2 separate regions of the Rattus norvegicus genome follow, and region 1 is linked to region 2. The links are chromatin contacts, called in public Hi-C maps. All regions are on one chromosome and are shown on one strand. The core of a region is the stretch at or near the end of the contact, and the rest is flanking DNA. Distances in the headings are between cores, read along the strand shown. Region 1 overlaps Ankh (ANKH inorganic pyrophosphate transport regulator). Region 2 holds the start of Ankh (ANKH inorganic pyrophosphate transport regulator).

Region 1 (4,645 bases), core at 1,087-3,586, 110 kb after region 2:
GAAAAAACCAGAGAAGCTTCTGTTCCAGGAACAGACCTCAGCTTTTGGAGGCTGTTAAATGACTTGGAGTCAAAAGATGACTGGAAGCCAGATTGTGGGACTGGGCCTCATCTGCTCGGAGCCAACAGTTCGGGGCCCGATGGCTCAGCTGCCAGGCTCCTCAACCTGCCTCCTCTTATGTGGGCTTAGCTTCCCATAGCTGGGCTTGAGTGAAGAGGGCAATGATTCATGGCCAATAATTTGAATCTCAGTGAATTTGATCTCTAGCAAGTTTAAGATAATGGCAGGATCTGGAAAAATGCCATTATCTCTCTCCCAGGCAGATGTTGATTTCTTATATTTAATCCCAGATCAAGAAAACATACATAAGTGGAACTGTCTCGGTGCGAGTCCACCTTAGAAATAAGGATGTGGGGCTGGAGAGATGGCTCAGCGGTTAAGAGCACCCGACTGCTCTTCCAGAGGTCATGAGCTCAATTCCCAGCAACCACATGGTGGCTCACAACCATCTGTAAAGAGATCCGATTCTCTCTTCTGGTGTATCTGAAGACAGCTACAGTGTACTTATATATAATAAATGAATAAATCTTTAAAAAAAAAAGAAATAAGGATGTGGAAGCCCTTATGGGAAGGGGATTTGGAGATGAAGATTTAAAAGACTTTAATTTTGGAAAAAGAAGCAACTTAGAATAAGTGATTCACCCACTTGCCCAGCAATAGCCCTGCTATTGCTATTGCCCTGCCAGAGCTCAGCTGCCTGAACTCTGTCCCATTAGCTTCCCCAGTCCCCAGACGAGAGGATGTGACTCTGCTCGAGCACAGAGTTTCTTCAGCATTAAACGCTACAGTATGTGAATCTGTGGCTCAATGGAGTCTATTGATCCAACACCTTGGCTGGAGGAATTGATGCTAAATTTTCTATGTGAAAATTTTTATAGAAAATGTGAAACTAGATTTTTCTAAACCAAACCTTTGACTGTCAGTGTGTGTACATATTTAATACCTTGTAATATCACACCACACATTAATTCTTGCACATCTACTGGTCCTCTTACCCTCAGCCATTCACAAGCAAGTGTACGTAACCTAGGGGCTACGTTACCCATCCATGATAACCCTTGAATCAATCAGTCGGCTGCCACCTTTCACCAAGGCATATGCTCCTCGTGAGGAAGTGAACTCAGGAGGAGTGTGAGGCAGGGAAACAGTATTTGCTGTTGTAACATGTTAGCATCTGATGCTGCTTATCCTTCAGATCATGCTTCATGGGAAAGCAGCCTCGTCTGCAAACCACCTGATCCAGTGAGATAAAAGGCAGGTTTGGAATCTTTGGTGGGTCTCAAAGATCCAGTTCAAAGGAGTAGATCGCCAGATAATTAGCCCCTAAGAGCAAGGGGGGAGTAGACTGGGGTTAGCACGTTGACTGGATCCCCCACAAGAAAAGAGGACAAAAATTCACAGGAACTGTGTCAAAGGATGGTTGCCTGTGGGGGTGCTGTACCGTAGCCATACAGGAGAGGCTGAAGTGCAAACCAGAGCTGTCCAGATAAGGATCCAAACTCAAAGAATAGGTAGCCATGAGCAGTGGCCACTTTGCCAGAACCTTCCTGTAGAGCCACAGTTGCTTTTACTTTTGTGACTGTTAAGTCCTGTGACAACCAGTGTGTCCTAGAAGGCTGTTTGTCTCAATAGACGGTGTTGTGAGCATGAGGAGAGGGTGGTCTGGACCAGGCAGTGAGGAGACTTCTCTGGCTGGAGAAGGAACTGGTGAGCTGAAAATCCCTACTGCACACATGCCCATGCAGCCAGCACATGCGTGCCCACAAGGCTCTACCATACACTTGCCCAGAAGCTTGTCATACTTCCTGCTGGGCTCTAGATTTAGGGCTGAAATAAAAGTTGCTCACGTAGAGTGGCAGAAGTATCACAAAAAGGTGACAGAGCACCTGTTTCCAGAACCTAGGCCAGCTCAATAAAAGCCAGTAAGTCAGGCTGCTAAATTTACAGGGTTTTCTTACTAACTCAAACCTTGTCTGGGGATCCCTTCTCCCTTGAACTCTTTCCGACCCAACAAATCATGGTGAAGTGGAGCTCTAAGAGCTTCGGCTGCTAACAGTGGACCGGCTTCCATTTGAGCTCACAAAGGGCCCTTTAAGAGCACTGGGCATTTCTCCTCTTAGATTCCCCACTGCTTTAGTTTGGGGGAGCTGGCGCCAAGAATGGGGCCCCCTTCCCCAGGAGAAGTGGAAACAAATCTATGCAAAACATGGATTTGGCTAACTCAGAGGCCCTCTAACCCCTTTGTACACAGTAGAAAGAGGCAGCCATCCAAATGGATCTTGGCAGGTGGGGCCAGTGAGGCACTTCTGGGGACAGCCTCTGCAGCCATCCCAACATCCCCTGAACTCAGACACTGAGAAATCAAGGAGCATGGACAGGAGACAAACTGATAGACAGATGGAGGAAGGGTCGACTGTCAGAGACGGGAGGTTGCCACAGAAAGACAGAATGACAGAGGTGCAGGTGTCTATAATACAGGGTGAGGAGCCCCAAACCCAGGAGCTCTCCCTTACTCCCTGGGACACTGTGAGCCTTTCCAGTACAGGCTGTGAGCTTCAGAAGAACTTATAAAGATGTATAATTTAGAAACCAGTAAATTAGACATAATGTTTTTGGCTAAGGTTGGTTTTGGTGAGCTGACCCGTGTTAAGAATGCAAGTGTGGAATGCAGCTCTCAGTAGGGTTGAAAAGGCACTTGGGTCATGCCAAGGTTGGAGGACTGCCAGGCCTCCACACTGCATCCCATTGTTCACATAGGAACCGAGCCCTCGGCTTCAACTAGCCAGAGCCGCTCAGGGAAGAAGGCAGGTATGGGCCGAGCGTGTAGCTGCCACCTAAGGCAGACGGAGAAGGATGGCATATAGATCCAGGGACATCTGCGATCAGGATCTGTTGGAATTGAGGGTCTGGTTCTTCAGCGAGAAGTTAAAATAGGGGGTAGGGAGAGGGCTCAGTGGCTAAAGGGCTTTGCCACACAGTCATGAAGAGCAAAGGTTGATCTCACCCACGTGAAAGCCATGCACAGCTGCTCACACTGGAGTGCAGGAGGAGAGGTGGGGGAGCTCTCTAGTGTAGCCAAATGGGCCACTCTGGGTTCAGAGAGGAGAATGCAGAGGTCGAGAGTGATGAGAGACCGTGTCCGTCAACTACTGCTGTGTGTCTGCACATACACTCCCGGCTGCACACACACGCGCACACACACACACACACACACACACACACACACAAAAGGACATTAGAATCATGTCACTCTGATCTGCCTGAGCCCTGGTGAAGGCAAGGACTTGAAGCAGGAACCTGTATTAGATAGGTTGCTTTCTTGAACTTTAGGCGTTCTGTTAACTTTCTGAGTTAATAGAAAGGAGGGAGACCAGGAACACACCTGGAATTTTCTCTTCTGTTTGCCATAGGTTGACTTGCGTCTGTTCAGATGTTGTAATGTTAACCCCAGTCCCAAAAAGGCCACCTTATTTGGAAATGGGGTTCAGGTTCTATGGCAAGCTTGGCCCCGAATCCAGTGTGGCTGGTATTCTTATAAAAGGGAACATTTGGATACAGACACAAGAAGCCTTTGGTGTTACCATGGGTTCTTCTGCTGTAGGGAGGCCTGGCATCACCCATCCTGACTCCATTCTTATACCTGGGCCCCTCTCCCTTCCTATTGCTCTAAGACATCCAAATGTAAACCTTCAGTCACTGTAACCCTGGCAATGTAACCTACTGATATTCCTAAGAGAAAGCAATCCTTTCGTGGTCACCTGAGGCCACGAGGTTGACTCATCAGAGCTCCACAGTTCAGCCCTCTACCTCTTCAGTTACATGAGGCGTCTTTGACCCTTAGCTAAGACTGCAGGTGGCTCTGCCTTTACAGGGACTACACTCAGTTTGCAGGAGGCACTCTGACTGCCCTTGAGAGCTCCATTGTGTCTTGGCTCCATTGTGTCTCGGTTTGTGTAAATCTGAGAGCAACAGTCACCAATATTCAATTTAGGAAACTGCTTGGCTTTGTTCTTTTGGTTAACTGAATACTTAGTGTACTTCTACTGGGTCCTTGGAAATCCTATGATACCTTGACACTTACAAAAATGTATTGTAACTTGTCCAATTGCTAATAACATGGTCCATAAATTTAATAAGTTCTAATGAAAAGAGACTTATTTGGGCTTGGGATTCTATGGTCAGGGTCCTCAAATGGCAGGAGGCTAGAAGTACATTTATGCTTGGGTCTGGTCTTTCTCCAAGCAGGGTCCACTGTAACTAATCAGCTCCTTAAAGCCCCACCTGAAACACTGTTCAGATTATATATCCACCCACGTTAAACCTCTCAATGGAGATTACATTTCAATACATCAGCCACCAAGGCATAGCACTACCTACCAAGTCCCCTGTGCAGGCTCTGTTGTACCCTCACTTTAATGCTGAAGACCAGAATAATCATAGAGAGAAGTACCTAAACCAGGAATCACTTGAGTTGTCACAGAGCAAGAAGCAGGAAGATAATATACTTCCAGGAAGCATGCCTGAAGATGTTCTGTGGCCATGACAAAAAATATTTTGTTAGAGCAATTTAAATGCAAAAACCAAA
Region 2 (4,443 bases), core at 1,646-4,145:
GGCCGGAAGTGATCAGATCTAAGAATTTATAAATAAAAAAAGAAAAAGCTGTACCTTTCTGAAGATAGCTTCTAGATATAGCTGACATAATTCACGCTGAGGTGTTTTAGCCTCTGCATAATTCAGAGAACTTCTTACCGCCATCCCTTACATTTGGGGCTTTCGTGTCATATTGTTGACAACATGGCAACTACCTTTATAACAGGGCAGGGGCAAGGCTTCCTTTTTCAATCTGTTATTTGATTGTGATTCTATTTTTTAAATATCTATTTTCTTTTTAGTTATGAGTGTGCGTGCACTGGGGGAGGGGCACTGTGCACACGAGTGTAGGTGCCTGCAGAAGTAGAAGATGCAGGCAGTGGCATGCCATCGTCAGACTTGGTTGCTGGGAACCAAACTGGAGTCCTCTTCCAGAGAGAGTCAGCACTGCTGAGCCATTTCTCAACCCCCTGGCTGTGATACTTTAGTGAAAAACAAAACAAAACAATAAACAACAACAAACCAATTAAATACTTCATTTCCTTTTTTAAGTTTCCCTGGTGTTAGTTGAATTTATATTCCCTTAAAGTCTAAAAAAGATATCCTTGTCCTTAATCAACGATGACACCAACATACTCATTAAGGAGACATTTAAAAATCACTCAAAGGATAATGGCCTTTGACTGATTTTTCTCACCATCCCCTTCAGACCGAAGTGGGTGTGCATGCCACTGTAGCAGCTAAGCTGTGGCAGCCCTCATCCAGAGACCAGCGAGAGCAAACTGGCCTTCAGGTGCATTGATCCAGGACCTCATCAATTCACATCCCGGACAAAGGTCAGCACAAGTAGATCACTTTAATTGGAATGAGCTTATGAAAAGCTAGACTAACAGAATGGGTAAACCACCAGAACATATTTGCTTTAGAACAGAAGTCTTTCTCCCTGCATGAACTCCTTTAAATAGTCCGGTTAGCTTAATAACTGACTACACAGAAACACACCTTTCAGGAATTGCTCCTGGGGAGGGTGTTGTACACAAGAACTTCCTGTTTTGCTGGAAAAAAATCTCTTTTAAGGGCAACTGTTTGACATATTAAACGAAATGAACAATGACCAAAGTTTTGTTTTAATTCTAGGTGATGTAATTTGGGGTTACACGGTCCTTTGGGTAAATTGGTTTCCTGATTTTTAGGGACCTCAATCACACTGTATAGAACCGAAGGGGATAAAGGCATCAAATATGGAAATATTTAATACTTGCAATGCAGTTGGGAAAATCTGCACCAGAAAGTTAATGTCTCAAGCCATTATTTATTTGCTTACCTATGTATTTAATTAGTTTTCAAAGGTAATGTCTCTCTTAGAGTCCTAGCAGGCTTGGAACTCCTTATGTAGCCAAGACTGGCCTGGAACTTACAGCAATCCTCCTGCCTCCAATTACCTTCAAGTACAATATTAACATGAGCCTTAGAGATAATCAAAGGGAATGGGTTTATTTCTCAGAACAAAATACTCGGTTGTTTTAAGCAATACATAAGTTTAACCCCATATGCTTATTTTAAAAGATGCATAGGAAGAAGATAAGAGGAGAACAAACTGCCTAAATTAACTGCAATAGAATGAAAACCCAAGACCCCCTCGTTCAGAAATTAATCATTTCAAGAGGGCATCTCTGAACACAGAGATGGTTCAGCAGTTGAGACCACAGGCTGCTCTTCCAGAGGACCTGGATTCCATTCCACCACCCACATGGCAGCTCACAAAGTTCTGTAATCCAGGAGAAGATCCAATGGCCTCTTCTGGCCTCTGTGGGTGCTGGGCAAGTATAAGATACAGAGACATACATGCAGGCAAAAAAAAAAAAAAAAAAAAAAAAAGCCCACACACATAAAATAATAAAATAAATATTAAGGTAAAAAATTAAGGTAAGAACAGAGAGTCAAAGCAAGCACAAGACCTGCGACCTGCTATAAAGTGGCTTTTTGTGACTGTATGCTTCTCATGGAGGCCAGCCCCGCCCTGCTTAGAATGCTTCTGTCACTGCCTTGGAGCCTTTTTTTCATACACTACACTGGGACACCGGCTGATGCTGGCTTTGTCAAGTTGTTCAGGTTTAGGTAAGAGTCTCAGCTCAGCAAACGATTTATCAGGAAATCACTGGGGGCATATTATAACACAGCCGAGCAGATTTTCTCCCCCCCCCCCCTTCTTTTCAATTTAAAAGCAGATTTACCGGTTGGCTTTAAAATAGGTAAACAGTTGCACGTTACTAGCAAAAGCTGGAAACCCGTGTGGAGCATCACAGAAACCCAGCCCCGGGCGGTCAGTCCCTACTACCCAGTGTATTTTCCCCAGGGACCCCAGGGGCCTCAGATCTCCATCAGGAGAGATGCTCCTTCGGGTAAACCTTCCTTCTCTCCCTCTGATGCAGCGATATCCCCATCACCCTAAAGCAGCTTCTTGCCCGCCTAGAGGCCACCCAGACGCCGGGGCCTTTCCAGCCCCGCAGTCCCCGGAGCTCTGCGCCGGGTTCCCAACTCTGGAGACGGCGCTCACGCGGCCTTCCCGGACGCTCTTCACCGGACGGCGTGGGGCGGTCGGTGTCGAGTCACCCAGGCGGTGCGGCCCCGAGTCCCCGCCCGCCAGCCTCCTCGCTCCGCGCGCCCGGCCCAGGCGGCGCCCGGGTCCCACGCGGGTGGGGACTGCAGCGGCCCGTGCGAGCGCAGCGCCCCCCGCGGCCGGGCCGCGCGCAGCGGAGCCGGGAGGCGGCGCCCGGCCGGCCCCCTCCCCGGGTCGCCAGCGGTGTCGCGCCTCCGCCCGCCCCTGATTTCCTCCGCGCGGCGGCGGCGGCGGCGGAGGCGCCTCGTGCGCGCGGTTATTTATTTATTTCCGGGCCCAGAGCGCTTATAATGGAGCCGCTGTCAGCAGAAGCCTCTGCTGCCGCCGCCGCCGCCACTGCCGCTGTCCCTGTTCCTCCTCTCTTTCTCCCCGGCAGATCTTTGTTGTGTGGGAGGGCAGCGGGGATGGACTTGAGCTCGCGGCTCTTCTGCTAGAGCAGCCGCGCTTGGAGAGGACGCCGCCGCCGCGAGCAGCCGCCGCCCCAGGCCCCGCCAGCCGCGGCCTCCGTCCCCGCGCCGCGCTCCGCGCGCCTCCCAGCACAGTGCCCTCGCGGCGGCAGATGAGTGTGGGGTCAGCCCACGGCGGGGACTATGGTGAAATTCCCGGCGCTCACGCACTACTGGCCCCTGATCCGGTTCCTGGTGCCCCTTGGCATCACCAACATAGCCATCGACTTCGGGGAGCAGGTAAGCCCGGCCGCGCCCGGTGCGCCCCGCTCGCCCAGCCTCGGCCTTGGATGCCGGGCGCTGAGGGATGCGGGAGGAAGGGAGTCACCTGCTCCGAGCCCCCTTTACCCTGGACCATTTGACACGGCTTTGCAGCTTATGAGGATGACTTTTGCAGCACCCCATCTTCTCCCTTCGCAGATATTGGAGACTTTTCCAGCGTTCTTTGGAAAATGGCAAGCGACGGGATGATGGGGGAACTTCACCTATAGAAGGGGGTTTCGTGCTGGGGATGAGTATTATGTAATTTGTGATTATGTAAACCTGGGGCCCAAGAACTCCATGTAGTTTCTAGTAGCATTTAGTGCTGGCTTTTTACTTGCACAGGGTTGGTGATGGTGGTGATGGTGGGAGAATTTGCTCTACAATGGCTCCAAGTAGATTTCCCACGTACTTCCAAATTTACATATTTGCTTGTAGCCTAGGTAAGGATTAGGGGTGTCCTGAAGGTACCTGGCATAGTGGACCACTGACTATCTCTTTACTTTAGTCTCTCTCTCTCTCTCTCTCTCTCTCTTTCTCTCTTTCTCTCTTTCTCTCTTTCTCTCTTTCTCTCTTTCTCTCTTTCTTTCTCTTCCTCCCCCTCCTTTTACCTTCTTGGACCGGAGCACATTTCTAGTGCTGCCTTCTCGTCCTTTCTTTTTTCATGCTATCTCCATATGGCGTCATTCCCTATCTGGTGCTGCAGGCTCTCCAGCGGTGAGGCACTGGTACCCTTTTGCAGGGCTTCCAGGCAGTTGCAGTTACATCCGAAGGCCCGGGAGAGGATTTTTGGGATGGGAGCTGTATCTTTTCAAAAGTGTAAGATAGAGCTACTTTTGCAAATGGGCTATTTTTTTCCCCATTCAAAGCAGTGGGATAAATGCTCTTTTGTTCATTACGGGGCTCTGTCTGTTCAGGAGTGGAGGCGGGAGTGAGGAGTTTTAGACAGTCACTGGATGGCAGGTGTAGTCCACCTCTCCGTGGGGAATGATGTATGGAGTGTTTCTTGAGTAGGTTTTGTTTGTGAGTATAAAGGCGAGTTTGCGATTTACACAGAGCCAGTGGCAGAACTTTGAGGGTAGAAATTTAGATTCCACTGAAAAGTGTGGTCACTGAACATGGGTGATCACAAAAAGG

What was found. Hi-C and Micro-C count contacts between places; a contact is called where the count stands out from the background.
Region 1: a contact with region 2 is called in a Hi-C map of liver, with 4 times the contacts expected there. The contact joins the enhancer-like site here to the promoter of Ankh in region 2. A contact is called at or near these places in 8 of 12 Hi-C or Micro-C datasets (the A7r5 cell line, Schwann cells, frontal cortex and 4 more) and 1 of 1 datasets of contacts at active chromatin or transcription factors (oligodendrocytes).

The regions. Positions count from the first base shown.
Region 1 is chr2:79,989,780-79,994,424 of GRCr8, forward strand. All of the region lies in intron 8 of Ankh (ANKH inorganic pyrophosphate transport regulator), which reads left to right. Among named protein-coding and RNA genes, the nearest start is that of Otulin, 55 kb to the right of the region's middle. Within about 2 kb of position 2,337, at least 33 of the 93 cell types and tissues checked have an H3K27ac peak or open chromatin away from gene starts, as enhancers often do. A contact at or near this core is called in liver, where this site is marked.
Region 2 is chr2:79,880,556-79,884,998 of GRCr8, forward strand. Ankh (ANKH inorganic pyrophosphate transport regulator) reads left to right here and starts at 2,896. Exons shown (of 12, transcript NM_053714.2): 1 at 2,896-3,285. The coding sequence starts at 3,190.